Linked DNA regions of Mus musculus: regions 1, 2, 3 and 5 are each linked to region 4. Evidence: chromatin contacts called from public HiChIP or PLAC-seq, Micro-C and promoter capture Hi-C data. All regions are on one chromosome and are shown on one strand. The core of a region is the stretch at or near the end of the contact, and the rest is flanking DNA. Distances in the headings are between cores, read along the strand shown. Region 1 has its middle 50 kb from the start of Tmem18. Region 2 has its middle 120 kb from the start of Tmem18. Region 3 has its middle 94 kb from the start of Tmem18. Region 4 holds the start of Alkal2 (ALK and LTK ligand 2). Region 5 holds the start of Fam110c (family with sequence similarity 110, member C).

What was found. Promoter capture Hi-C pulls out the DNA fragments that hold promoters and counts their contacts. Hi-C and Micro-C count contacts between places; a contact is called where the count stands out from the background. HiChIP or PLAC-seq counts read pairs in DNA pulled down with a chosen protein or histone mark.
Region 1: an H3K27ac HiChIP or PLAC-seq map of SST interneurons shows a contact between it and region 4, with 9 times the contacts expected there. The contact joins the enhancer-like site here to the promoter of Alkal2 in region 4. A contact is called at or near these places in 3 of 39 promoter capture datasets (the HPC-7 cell line, cranial neural crest and second pharyngeal arch cranial neural crest), 1 of 484 Hi-C or Micro-C datasets (cortical neurons), 9 of 115 datasets of contacts at active chromatin or transcription factors (SST interneurons, craniofacial prominence, embryonic hindbrain and 5 more) and 3 of 9 other capture datasets (adipose tissue, embryonic stem cells and pancreatic islet).
Region 2: a contact with region 4 is called in a promoter capture Hi-C map of hippocampal neurons, with 2.8 times the contacts expected there. The contact joins the enhancer-like site here to the promoter of Alkal2 in region 4. A contact is called at or near these places in 12 of 39 promoter capture datasets (the 3T3-L1 cell line, 3T3-L1-derived adipocytes, cranial neural crest and 7 more), 20 of 484 Hi-C or Micro-C datasets (the HPC-7 cell line, adipose-derived mesenchymal stem cells, cardiomyocytes and 11 more) and 4 of 115 datasets of contacts at active chromatin or transcription factors (PVALB interneurons, SST interneurons, forebrain and 1 more).
Region 3: a contact with region 4 is called in an H3K27ac HiChIP or PLAC-seq map of SST interneurons, with 6 times the contacts expected there. The contact joins the enhancer-like site here to the promoter of Alkal2 in region 4. A contact is called at or near these places in 5 of 39 promoter capture datasets (the 3T3-L1 cell line, 3T3-L1-derived adipocytes, cranial neural crest and 2 more), 2 of 115 datasets of contacts at active chromatin or transcription factors (SST interneurons and stem cell-derived neural progenitor cells) and 1 of 9 other capture datasets (liver).
Region 5: a contact with region 4 is called in a Micro-C map of embryonic stem cells, with 2.4 times the contacts expected there. The contact joins the promoter of Fam110c here to the promoter of Alkal2 in region 4. A contact is called at or near these places in 1 of 39 promoter capture datasets (liver) and 2 of 484 Hi-C or Micro-C datasets (both in embryonic stem cells).

Annotation. Positions count from the first base shown.
Region 1 is chr12:30,632,841-30,635,540 of GRCm38.p6, reverse strand. No RefSeq gene overlaps it. Among named protein-coding and RNA genes, the nearest start is that of Tmem18, 50 kb to the right of the region's middle. Within about 2 kb of position 1,445, at least 8 of the 459 cell types and tissues checked have an H3K27ac peak or open chromatin away from gene starts, as enhancers often do. A contact at or near this core is called in SST interneurons, where this site is marked.
Region 2 is chr12:30,702,720-30,705,419 of GRCm38.p6, reverse strand. No RefSeq gene overlaps it. Among named protein-coding and RNA genes, the nearest start is that of Tmem18, 120 kb to the right of the region's middle. Within about 2 kb of position 1,304, at least 6 of the 459 cell types and tissues checked have an H3K27ac peak or open chromatin away from gene starts, as enhancers often do. A contact at or near this core is called in PVALB interneurons, hippocampal neurons, second pharyngeal arch cranial neural crest and 1 more, where this site is marked.
Region 3 is chr12:30,677,456-30,680,283 of GRCm38.p6, reverse strand. No RefSeq gene overlaps it. Among named protein-coding and RNA genes, the nearest start is that of Tmem18, 94 kb to the right of the region's middle. Within about 2 kb of position 1,268, at least 2 of the 459 cell types and tissues checked have an H3K27ac peak or open chromatin away from gene starts, as enhancers often do.
Region 4 is chr12:30,882,909-30,885,608 of GRCm38.p6, reverse strand. It overlaps Alkal2 (ALK and LTK ligand 2), which reads right to left and starts at 1,285. Exons shown (of 5, transcript NM_001159743.2): 1 at 570-1,285. The coding sequence starts at 825.
Region 5 is chr12:31,072,558-31,075,257 of GRCm38.p6, reverse strand. Fam110c (family with sequence similarity 110, member C) reads right to left here and starts at 1,290. Exons shown (of 2, transcript NM_027828.2): 1 at 1-1,290. The coding sequence starts at 1,217.

The DNA.
Region 1 (2,700 bases), core at 196-2,695, 250 kb after region 4:
CTTAGAAAAACCTGCACTTCAAAATCTTTCATAGCCCTCAGACAAATGGGATAGAAGCCTTTCCTGACATTTTATTGTAGTATGGCTTGGAGCTGGGCCAGTCGTGGTTGTACATGAAAATCTTGTGGTTCTGGAACTTAGAAAGTCTCAGCTACATAGTTTTATGGGTAACCATTTCCCAGTCTTACCTCCTTTGTGCTGAAGCAGAGATATGACACCAACCTCTGTACAAGTACCATATATACTCTAGACAGAAGCCTGGGTGTTTTCTTTATGCCCCTGCCTGGAGTTCTGAAACCTTGTGTTGCCTGTGATGAGAACAGCCTGGGACTGACTCAGTAGCAGAGAAGTAGAGTGGGCATGGCATTATCCTGTGAATTTTGACATGCATTGTTGTACCTAACAATTTGATACCAGGACTACATCCCTCTGTTCAGAAGGCTAGGAATAGTCCAACTTGGTAGTTCAGGGAGGCTAAGGCAGACAATTTTCAAGCTCAAACTCTGCCTGGGTTATAGAGTAAGCCCAAGATCAACATGTGTAAATTAGTGAGTCTGAGAGACCTAGAGTCCAATCCCTGGTAGGCAGACAGACCAGAAAAATGGATTGTAAGTAAACTAATATAATTTTCACTTAACTATTTTAAAAGGAGAGCTTCCTGTTTCTTCTTCTCTATGACAATGATGTGGTGGATTCCCTCCACTATGGGTTTCACTTAGCCTTCCCCATCCAGAAAAAAGTATTCAAATCTCACTGAAAGGCCTCTGTGGCAACAGCCAATCACTTTCTCTGTCTTTGTCTATATTGTCTAATCCCCTTTCATGGCCCAAGCCAACCAATACCAGAAGAGAAAGGGAACTTATCCCATTCTCAAACAACTCTCTTAACATCCTCCAGCTCTGGGTCCCCTTCCCACTTTACAGAGTTTCTCTCTTAGTGTTCTTTCTGTCTGTCTGTTTCCCTGCCTCCCTGCCTCCCTTCCTCCCTCCCTCTCACTCTCTCTCTCCCCTGCCCCTGTGTGTGTGTGTGTTGTGTGTGTGTATGTGTGTACTTTCATTTTCAATAAAATCTAGCTGAGTACTAAGACCTTACCTTTCCTGTCTTTTTACTCCTTAAATCAATGGGGAAAAATGAATATATTCTTTCAATTTTTTTATGACATCATCCTAAGGACATCAAGACCCAATGGCAAAATTCAAAGTAAAAAGAGGTCTGAGAATATGGCTCAGTGATGGAGTGCTTGCCTAGCATTTGTGAGGAACTGGATTCAATCTACTGTTCTACAGCAATAATAATGGAAAGAATACACACAAACAAACCAAACAAAAAACCATACAAACAGAACACCCAGAGCCAGTTTGATTTTATAATGGACAATTCTAGCAAGGCAGGCGCAGTATTCTTTCTTTAGTCAACTGTGTTTTGGTTTCCATAATAAGATACTCTTAGATTTAATAGAAACAGAAAATCACTGGAAAGAGGGAGGGAAGAGGCCAGAGTTAAGTCCCTGGGGGTGGGGACAGGACCCCAAGCATACTAACCTTTTAAGAAAGTGTTTCTAAAACACCAGGGGTTTAAGTGACTCTTTTACCAGGCTTTCTGAGTATAGTGTAATGCAGATGATTTGGTAGAGCCCTTGCCTCCTGTAAATGAAGACCATATGACCACAGGAATGGCAATGCCTGCCTGTCATGTAGCTCTTAGAAGGGAGAGGTGGAAATAGAACAATCATGGGTTTGATGTCAATCTTTGATACATAGCAAGTTTGAGGCTATTCAGGGCTACAGGAGACCCTGTCTCAAAAACAAAAAAACAAAACATAATTGATGAATACTTAAGTCAGTAAGTGAGAGTTTCCATTTGACACTGGGAAAATAGGGATTTCTCAATTTCAGTGAGTCCAAATGTAGCAAGATCAATCAGTAAAATGTTGTCTCACCCATCACTGCAAAGAGAGGCCCATTGGACTTGCAAACTGTATATGCCCCAGTACAGGGGAACGCCAGGGCCAAAATGGGGGAGTGGGTGGGTAGGGGATTGGGGGGTGGGTATGGGGGACCTTTGGGATAGCATTGAAAATGTAAACGAGGAAAATACCTAATAAAAAATGTTGTCTCACTACTTTTAAAAGAACCACTGTTTAGTTATGAGTTGTTGTGTGAGTGTGAAATGTTTTATATACGTGTAAACACAAATACAGACACACAGACATTTGGACAGACAGACAGACAGACACAGAGGCAAAAGTAGTATAAGTTGAGAGATGTAAAGCAGATCTCCGAGTGGCTAAGGGGTTTTTCCTTACTCTTGCTCTGGGCTGGGCTTCTAACATCTGCTTTGAGCAGAAAGAAAATGCCACAGTAACTTCTCCTCTACTGCCCAGACACGGTGCTCTTCGATGGCATCCCAAGACTTAGGCAAGTGCCCCTGGTGCATTTTACCCAGTCTGGCTGCCATCCTCATCAAGCACGTGCTCCCAACAACACCCGCTGTATTTCTGTCCTTCTCTTCATCGCCACATCTGCTGATGCAGAGCTACTGAATGGAGCTTCCCACTCTGTCCCCACACTGCCTTGTTCATTTGTACATTGTTTGCATACATTGTTCACACGCAGCTGGCCACATTATTCACACAAACCCAGCTGGCAAAGCAAAAATATGCTGGAGACCATGTTGATAATTTTTGTTGTTCCCTGTATC
Region 2 (2,700 bases), core at 55-2,554, 180 kb after region 4:
TGGCTGTTCTGCATCCACTTTGCTCTAAGGAACAACCACTCACTCACATTCCATTCAGTGCTCTGTAGAAAAACTAGAAAGCTTCCAGTGTGATGAGAATCAGGATGCAGTTTCAAGGTCTTGACTCTCTCCACGATGCTCCAACTTTCCATTCCTCTGGAGCAGCTGAGATGACCTGAGCCTAATATGTGATGGGATGGTGATATCAATCCATCACCTGAAAGAGCTGCTCCAGGACTCGTCCTGGGGCTGCTTGCAGAGCCATACCACACTGCAACATTAAAGAACCATTGGCCCAATCTGTAATGAACATCAGAAGAAGCAGGTGGCCTACATGTGCTCAGTACTGAGGGTGGCTTGGGTTCATGAAAACAAGGGTTCCCACGGTCTGCTCAGAGTGAGTTCCACTGGCTTCCCAGGGCACCAAGCAGCAGGTAGAACATATGTTGATACCTCAAACACCAGTGACTTCTTGTAGTCAGCTCGTTTGCCTTCACAATTTGTCACCAGCTTGTGTTCACAGGACACAGTGGCAATAAGGGTCTTATTTAGTGGGGTTGTGATCATGGTCAGCAATAGTGAGGAATAAGAGCTCTAGGGATAAGCTGCTATATTAGAAGTTGATGTTTATTAAATGTGTGTGTGTAATGAGGTTCAATCTACAAGCACAGCAGATAAAAGATTAAATGTAGGCTTTTGTAGGAGTCTGAGACTAAAATCACAGTGAAATAATCCTTTGTATTATCGAGAAAACAAACATGTGAAGCATCTTTATGTTTTTCTTATTAGCAAAAGAAGGTGATTTACTCAATCATTTTCAGTCCTTTTCTCTACAGCTGCTAAAAGGCAGAGAGTTTGTAGATAATTGCACTTAACCTATACATTTAGGGAGCAGATGGATCTGCGTGCTTCCAGGGGTGCAGAGTTTCCACATACATGTCAGGCACCATAGTAATGTTTTCCAAATGTTTTCAAGAGACGAGAAGGAAGCAGATGTAGGAGACAGACACATGAGTTTCAGTCATGGAGCTTGTTGCCATGGCAACAAGGGAGAGACTGGGGTCAAAAGCCACTGTGCCAACTTCCACCCAGCTCTGAAACTGATCTTGAGCCTGAGGTATGGTCCATGGGTAAAATCCCTGAGATGATATTCTGTGTCTCTGCTTTGGGACAGGACTTCCCAGGGAACATTCCTGAAAGGCCAGGGAGCCGTTTGCAAGAATAGGAGGAGAGCTACAGAGACTTGAGCTCCAAGTTCTGCAGTTTTCCTCAGGGCTTCCGCTCCACAATCTGAAAAGTATCACCCCAGATCTCTCTTTCTGTGAGGACATTATTTATCCTTCATATTCCTGGGGTAGATGAAGCAGCCTGAGTCCTTCTGCATATGTAATCAGGCTTTATTATGCTAAAAGCAATTTTTGAAGTTTATGATTTTTGCTAAGTCTGTAGCAGTTCAATGTGGGTAGCAAGGACATATGTATCTAAGCCCATCTGTCATTCCCACCAGTGATGAAGCCAGATTTATAATTTAGCTCCCAAAGCCTAATAATCACCAAATGTTCCACCAGACCCCCTTGGCCACTCCCCGAATAGAAGAGATATTTAAATGTAATTCAACGAAGATGAAGTGCTTCCACGTGGATATTACAATATTTTTTTGAAAATTGCCCCATCATTTTTTTCTGCAGCAAGATATCTCTGACATATTACATAATTTACTCTCTCAAGGTCCTGAACCTTTGACGCACATATACATGTATTGTAGACATGTGGGCACTGGCATGCCAGAACTATGGAGCACAAAAGTCAGGGATTTCTCTCTGAGACACAGGAATATTTATAATATCCTGGAGTTCCTAGAACAAAGATCATCTGATATAAATTATCCTTGGGAATAATACATAAATAAAATATATTAAAGCCCTTATGTATCATATATGTATTTTTAAAGAGTTATAGGTTTTACTTTTAGAGCAGACACACACACACACACACACACACACACACACACACACACACACACCTTGGTTTTCAGGACAGGATCTCTGTGTAACCTTAGCTCTCATAGAATTTGCTCTGTAGAGCAGACTGGCCTCAGAGTCACAAAGATCCTCCTGCTTCTGCTTCCCAAGTGTGGGAACTGAAGATGTGCACCACCACCTCCTGGTGAGCAGCCCTAGATTTGCAGGGAATCAAGCAGACAGCACAGTGCTCTCATACAGTCCTCTGGCCTCACAGTTTACAGTCTTCACTCTAATGGGCTACATGTAATTATAGCATGTAATGGCTCAAAATGGACACTATTACTATCCAAAGTGCATAGTTTGTATTACAGAGATCACAACCATTTGAGTCTTGATGGATGCACAATACCATATATCCACCATCCAGTATCAGGCAGAATAGTTCCACTGCATAAAATTCCCATTCACGAATTCCCCCCTTTAAGAGACTTACTTCACATAATATGAGATTCAGACATATATTGTTCTATTTCTCTCTGAAGCACTCAACACTGGAAATATCTCTAGACACCAAATCCATCTATTTCCATTTCAGAAAACCTTTCTTACCTTTTTATGTTTAAAGGACAGTTTTACTGGGGTCATGTGCTGGCTGGGTTTGTGTGTCAACTTGACAAAAGCTGGAGATATCACAGAGAAAGGAGCTTCCCTGGAGGAAATGCTTCCATGAGATCCA
Region 3 (2,828 bases), core at 19-2,518, 210 kb after region 4:
ACCTTTCATCCCCCATCATTGTGCAAAACAAACTACAAGTATATCAGGAAAAAAACTTCTTAAAATTTAAACCATATGTGTACTAGACAGAAATATAAGCTTATTACCCTTTAATGTAGAATAAGAAAACAATTTTCTTCCACAGTTCAAAATCAAGATACATTAGAAAAAAATGATAGCTAAATTTGATGTTGTTTAAATTCATGGCAAAGTCTATAAACAAATTTCCAAATAACCTTAAATATATGTGGAATTTTTCTGCCTCATTTCTGGGGGATTTATTAGAATAATTGGTAGACATTGTTTACAACTGTCTTAACCTGTGAAGATGATAATGCATCCAAAGGTTTTGATAGAGAGACTTGGGCACAAGATGCCTACAAGATTCTGAAAAAAGCATTTCCTATTTCCTGGGATACAGAGGGCTGCGTGAATGCGTTGGTCAATTTTCACTTCAGAAATGAGATCTAATAAGATCTGTCTCTCAATTTTAGTTACTGTCTAGAACCACAGAGGAGGAAGAAAGGCCTAGGGATGGTTGCAATAGGCAAAGCTCAAAGGTATGTTTCATTATACATAGTGGCTCATTGGCCACTTGTCTTATTAATAAAGAATATAACAGATTCTCTGCCCAGTTATTGGCTGACAGCTTATGTAACACAGTATGACTTTGGTGTCACACCCAGGCATGCAAACTTTGTAGAATCAGACTAAAAAAGTAACTGGCAAACGAGCTGTAACTCAAAAAGCTGATTATAAGAGCAACCTTAGGACTAGAGTGCATGATTCCCAAGTTGACACATATTTTGAAGTATGCATCGTCCTAACATAGGAAGACAAACTGCCAAGAAGAGACTAGCCTGAGAACGGCCAGCTGTGTACTCACAAGATGATGACCTAAGTAAAGTAGGCTGGAAGGGACCTCAAGACCATCCTGTCTAGAGAATTCTGCAGTAAATGTGCGGGGGAGATCAATGGTTCCCCAAATGTAATACTATGAAAATCAGTGATAAGAAATGTGATTCTGCAATTGAAAAGTTGAAGAGCTAAGCTAAAATTTTCACTAAGGAGACTTGACTACACGCTTCAGTTGGTAGAAGAAAGAATATCCACTTGAGGACACATCACTGTGGTGAGGACCAGGAAGAGAAAGGGAGAATAATGAATAAAGAAGAGAATAAATAGTCAGAGACTCCAGACCCTTCCTTAATCAGCTCCAGCTGCTACAGAAAACATTCCACACACTGGCTGGCTGATGAACAACAGAAACTTGTACCTCTCAGGATGGTGGCTGAAGGCCTGAGGCATGGGCCAGTTGGAGGCTGGGCGGTCCAGGGAGGACTCTCTCTGGCCTTAAAATGTCTTATTTTCAGATAATAACTTCAAGTTCCACTGTCTGAAATTGGAGCTGGTATCAAGCAAATTCAATATTGAGAAATCACTTTTTAAAAAAGGAATGATAAAGATTTACTTTGGGGATTAATTCAGTAATAAGAGAGGCATTCTTTTCTTAAGAAATCAAAATTGACAAACCTGCTTGATAAAACAAGAAAAAACTAGAATCTTATATAAAATTAAGAAAGAAAGGAAGATCATGAAAGATCAGAGGGACTGGGAGAAGGCTGAGGAGTTTACTACAAACTTCTATCTGCCTGCAAATTAGATAAACGGAATTAAGTGGGCATATTTCTAAAAAGACAGAATAAAGATACAGACTTAAACAATTAAACAGAATTAGTAAAAATAAAGATCTGAGTTAGTATCTGAACATTTCTCCTGGTTTGGGTTTGGCTGATGAATTCTACTGGGCATTTGAGAATAATTAAAAACAAAATTTCCCCCAAATTTCCAAAGAAGTATCACGTTTAGAAACATTTCCAAAGTTGTCTAAAGCCAATATTGCTCTGCTCTCCAAACCAGGGAATGGCACTAGAAGTAGTTAAAAATTATAGACAATCTCCTTCATGAAAATTAGCAGCCCTCCTCAGTGGTTACAGATCAAATGCAGCAGCATACAAGAGAAAGTCCACACCAAGTGGAAGTGCGCTTTATCCCAAGACTGAAAAGTTGCCTTGACATACTAAACTCAGAAAAACACAGCATATGATTAAAAACATGGAACAAACAAACAAACAAACAAATCATATGACACATCATCAAAGATTAAAAACAATTGACAGCATTTAATACTGTTTCCTGATAAAATAGTAATACAGGTCAAAAAGAAACAAACAAACAAAAACCAGAGGGAGATATGTTTATTTGCAAATAATCTGATCTTAAAAAAATAAAATTCTAAAAATAAACTATGATAAATTAAAAATTAGATTTCATGACACAATCTTCATATACCAATATACAAATATGGTAATAACAAGAAATAAATTAACAAAGTGGAAATTTTAAGAACTCTATAAAGATAGTACAAAATTAATGAAACACTTAATTTTACAACTACAAGATTTAAGTAATAAACAGATACTGAACATTGTTGAGGAAAATTACAGGGAATACAAATATATAAAAGGATCCCTAACACTCATGGCTTGGGAAATTTAATAATGTTGATGATGTGATATTCTCTAGGGTAATTGGAAAATTTAATAAAGTCTCAAAATTCTAACGGGCTTTTATTTTTTTTAAAGAATTTGACAAATTGATTTTAAAATCTATATGGAAATGGAAATGACTCAGAATCCAAATTGATGTTGAAAAAGAATAAAGCAGGAGAATTTATGCTGATTTTTTATTTCAAAAGTTGCTGCAAAGGTTCTGTAAGTTGATACTGAGAATCAGGGGACAAACAATAAATTCCAGCTATCATCCAG
Region 4 (2,700 bases), core at 36-2,535:
CTCTTCAGGTCATATTGCTGGGCAATCAAACATCCTTGGTTTCTCAGGTCCATATGTCAAGACTCAGTCTCATCAATTCTGTTTACGTGTTCAGGACCCCACCCCTTCCAGTCCTCGTGGTCCAAAGCCTTGGCCCTCATTCACTCTCTACCTTGTAGGTTGGCACTGTTGGACACCCACCAATTACCAACTCTCTCCCCCTCAGATCTACACTGTTGGGATACTCACTTTCTGTTCCTCATAGTCTACACTGCCCGGATCCTCATCCACTTTCCACTGGTCCATTCTTGCCACAGCTCAATTTTATTAACTTTCTGTACTTTGTGGTCTACACTGCTGCGGGACACTCCTCCACTCTGTTCCTCAGATACACACTGCTACGGCTCCCTCTTCTACACTCTGACCCCACAGTCTACGCTGCCAGATACTCACCTCTTGAGACTTTCTGCCTTTCAAAATCTACGCTGCCAGAACCCCCCGCCCCTTACTCTCTTTCATATTATGGTCTACACTGCTGGATTCTCACCCACTCTAAGCCCTCCACCAGTTCTACACCGAGGAACACTCACCCACTCTCTGCTCCTCTTGGTCTGCCCCATAATCCGTGGCCTCTCTGCGGCCCAGGGCAAAGTCGGACTCGCCAAGGAGCTGCAACCTCTTGGAGTCTCCTATGTGGAATTTCTTCAGCTCCTGGACCAGCTCAACTAGCAACCTCAGCAGCGTTTGCCGGTCTGCAGGCCCCCTGGACTGCGCTCGTCCCCGGTCCCCCACCGTGCTCAGCAGTAGCAGCAGCGCAAGGAGCATCGGGCGCCCGGACACGCGCATGGCCCTGGTGGCCTGTGTCGCGGGTCTTGGGACCCGCCGCCCCAGCAGCCGGCGCCCAAGTTTCCCGCACGCGGAGTCCAGGCGCAGCCTGAGCCCGCCGCACAACTTTCTTTCACAGCGGGGACGGCGCGCGGGGTCTTTGGACACCTCTTTGAGATGCGAGGCCACAGGTGACGCCCCGGGGGCTGCCGAGGTCCGGAGCCGCGGAGCAGATGGGCAGCCCTGGACTTGAGAGGTCCGGGCACCTGCCAGCGGTGGGCCCCGCACTGCCCTCGGGCACCTGCGCCCACGCCGTGGATCCCGCGTCGTCCTCGGGCACCTGATCACCAGAGGTCCCGCGTCTGCCGCGCTCCTCGGTCCCCCAGTCCCGACACTACTTGATGAGCTCCAGCCCCACTTGTCCAGCGCAGGGACACAGGACGCGCAGCTCCTACGGGGACAGCGCTCACCCTGCTGCTCCGAGTCCCGCTGTCCTCGGGCGCTTCTTATTCCCGCGGCCGCCGACGTCAGGCGGGTCCCCCGGGTTCCGAGCGCCGCTTTAATTAGAACCACGGAGCGCCGCTCTGGGGCGCGGATATTCGTCAGGCCCCTCCGCCTCTCGCTCTCTCATCCCCTCCCCTGTCCCCTCCAGGCCCAGTCTTCAGTCTCCGCCCCTCCCTCACGTCTCCACCCGCGTCTGGTCTCCCCCTCTCTTGTCCTTCCTCTGCCTCTCCTGTCTCCCTCTCCCGCAGTCTGTTTCCCTCCGTTCCTGTCACAAGTGACAGGATGAGCAGAAACGCCTTTACCGGGAACTGGGATCTGTTTTTGTCTAAATGTAGATCTTGGGCTATTTAAAAGGAGCTGCTTGATTGCCTCAACATTGAGTGTCATCTAGAGTCTGGACTTTCTGAAGAAGGGTTCTGCTGAATACAGGCAGGTTTCTGGTTCTGAAGAGGATGATGGGAGCAGGAGCGCCCTGCAGAAAGCCCCTCACTTGGAGGGACCCAAGCAGCCTACGAAGGTTCTTAGAGCAGTGACACTGCTGTACCACGCTGGACCCGGGGCCTGGTTGGCTCCAGAGCTCTTGCCACTCAAAGCTGCATCTTTAAGAAAGTTTGATCTTTTGGAAATAGCCAGGCACATTTGCAAGGGCTCAGCAATTTACTTGCCTGATTTTTTTTTTTTCCCTCTTGTGATAAGTATTACCAACTGCACAGTTTCCCATTTCATTGGTGCTTTCTGGGCAGGAGCTGGAAGTCCTCCAAGTCGGCGATCACATCGGGGAAAGGTGTTCTTAGTACAGCATCGGAAAGGGAGAAGGCAAGCATTAAAAGCCTTGATCTTTAACCCGCAGTTGCTCAGGCTGCTGCGAAGATGCAGTGCCTTACAGGTGCGCACCTGCACTGGCCAAGGGTGAGCAAGGGATCACTGTGTGCCAGCCCCTGCTCTGCACGGTTCTTGACTTCTAACTCCATTTCCCCTCTCCACCACCTTCTCCCTCCTTTCACTGGTTTTCTTTCCCTAGCAGATCAAGTGCCTGGTAGAGTGGGACCACGAGCTATGGGAGACCCTAACAATTTGATTTTCAAATTTGGGTTTTTTGTTTGTTTGTTTGTTTTAGCTTTAGTTTAGGGCTCCCCCCCCCAGTTTATTTAGTTTTGTTGCATGCAATATAGTTGAAAGACATAGGATCCTGATGAAATGCATTGCAAGACGAAGGAAGATTTCCTGAGAAACAGATCTCAAGCAGATAAGATGGGATACTTCTCCTTCCCTCCTTTTCTCTATCCCTGTAAGAAGGGACGTGAAGTTCTTCTGGCAATAGGGAGTCCAACTGTCCATCTGCTTTCTCCTTTAGCAGGTCAGCATCCACCATACTCTGGTATCTGCACATCT
Region 5 (2,700 bases), core at 41-2,540, 190 kb before region 4:
CAGGTAAACAGCCACTTTATGATACGGGCGTTCCTTTCTACTACCGAGGTGGTGCTAGGCACCTGCTCCAGGAGTTCCTCTTCTTGCAACCCGTCCTCGCTGTGCCTGGAAAAGCTACTATCAGAAGCAGCCATGCTCACGCTACGCACTTTGAGTGTAACACAGTCGGATCCAGCAGAAAAGTTCTCCCTCCCGAGAGCCTCCACTACGTCAGGGTCCAGGCCACAATACTTGAAGAAGGTGTCGGACTCAGCCTTGGCTATCGAGTAGCGGGAGCTGAGATCTGACTGAGAGCGCTGCAATCCTTTGCTACGCGACACCCGCAGCTGCACACCGGAGCATCCGACAGGAACCCTGGGAGCCACTTCAAAAGGCAAGGCTGGGGACTTCACAGCTACTACAGGGGTTGGAGGTGGTAACATAGAGGCTGGTCTGGTGGCTGCTGCCTGGCTCGACTTAGTCCAAGTGGCCTCTGTTTCCTTCGTCGTCTTATCTTCATTCGCCACCCTGGTCTTCTCAGCTGGGGACTTCACGGCTACAACAGGGGTTGGAGGTGGTAACATAGAGGCTGGTCTGGCGGCTGCTGCCTGGCTCGACTTAGTCCAAGTGGCCTCTGTTTCCTTCGTCGTCTTATCTTCATTCGCCACCCTGGTCTTCTCAGCTGGGGACTTCACGGCTACAACAGGGGTTGGAGGTGGTAACATAGAGGCTGGTCTGGCGGCTGCTGCCTGGCTCGACTTAGTCCAAGTGGCCTCTGTTTCCTTCGTCGTCTTATCCTCATCCGCCACCCTGGTCGTCTCAGGGGCCACTGCCATTTTGTCCTTGCCAGACCCCTGGAAAAACTTCTTCATCAGTCCCACTCTGGAACAGTCTGCATCTGACCCTCGTACGAATTCACATTTCTGCCGATAGATGACCAACGAATCAGGTCTCAGAGGCTTTCGAGCGATAGCCCTGCGTGCTACAGGAGCTGGGGCAAGAGCCGAAGGGATCGGGTTGCGGTGCTGCACCCCTGGGGCCTCAGGGACCCTGTGTTCAGATACAGGACCCCGGCTAGATCCCAGCGTGCTGCGAACATACTTGGCGCGGTCCGCTGCCAGTCTCTCCACAGCGCTCTTGTTCGCTGGCCGCGGGGTGAGAGTGTCCTCCGCTGCCCTGGGGTCCCCGAGAGGTGGCCGCATTCTAGCAAGCGAGTCCAGGGTCGGCAGGGCGCGCATTCTTGCAGGACTCGAACCCACCAGGCTGGTGTCCAGTAGAGACTACTTAAGTTCCGGCGCCACCCTGCCCGAGTCCGTTCCGAAGTCCGCAAGGGGTGGGGAAACACGCCCTACGGCCCCTCCGCCCAGATCCGGAGTTGGGGCGAGCCAGAGTGGCTGGGAAAGGTGAATCATTCCGGCGCCAGCTGGCTCCTCCCACCCAGGACTTGAACCTCCTACACCTGCTGTCCCCGCCCCTTACCTTTTGGTTTCCCGGGCACGAACCCACAACCCCACCCCCAGCCTCCTGTCAGGTGCCCTATCTCTTGTTTCCTACTTACTACATCCAAACATCCCTTGTCTCCAGCCAATACTCGCAAATCTTCTCCTCTGTCTTACCGTCCCCCGACCCCACACTCCCTCTTCTGGAAGGTGGGGAAGTTTCACAAGGTGAGGCTGCGAGGGACCAAGCCTGCTTGCTCAGCGCCAGGCATCTCAGGCTTCCTTCTAGCTTTCAGAGTCTTTGAGGTCTTTCTTTACTGGGGGCTCAAGAGTCCAGAGATAAGGGTCAGAAAGAAGCGCTCCGCCCAGCCCCCCCGCATCCACCTTTACACATACACACAAACAATATGTCCTTTTAATTCTTAAAGTGACCTCATTACATTTGGAAATTTTCCGTTTTATTTCTGTAGTTTTTTTTGTACGATTTGGAGGAAATAGGGTACGAAAGAAAACATTTACCATGTCAAGATTAGTGTGGGCTGACAGAACCCAAGAACCACCTGAGACCCGACTTAAATCCACAAGTCATTGGCTGGTGCCACAAGTCTCATTACCATATTGTTGTTGTTATTATTATTAAGAAAAACCCTAACACCTGTAAGAATCAACCCTGGTGATTAGAAAACCTAGGGCTTGCCAACAAGGGAAATCAGCCCAAGATTGTAGAAAGCTTAAGAAGATATTTCCAAAATTCCATCGATCATAGAGTTGGACAGAAGACTGAAAGTATCTGCCAGACAAGTGAAATGCTCACGTTATCTCCTTTGTGGGGGCGGTCTTGGGTCTTGGGTCGTGCTGACCAGTCCAAGCTGCAGTTAAATGCTCTGGACATACAGTTGCAGGGTTTAGTCCAATTCTTTCTGGAAAAGAGCTTTGAGTGCCATTGTACCACAGGAGGGGTAGAGAAGCCTTCCTAAAAAGAGAGGCGCATAGCAAGTGTGTTTAGTGAGCCACGGGAGAACCACGTGGGGACCCAAGTCAGCCGAAAGTCAGAAAGTCAGACTGTCCACATAGTCTGGTTGGAAATGAGGAAATGAGATACCTTTTTTTTTTCCTTGTTGGAAATTGGGTCGGTACTCAATAACTTATGAGGGTCAGAGAGAAATAAAGAGAATATAAGACAGAAGACCCAGAGAATGAGTACCTAGAATGGGTTACTTTCTCCCATGGAGTCAAGAAGGCCTACACACCACGTCTGGCATCTATGTCAGAGGAAGCAGCC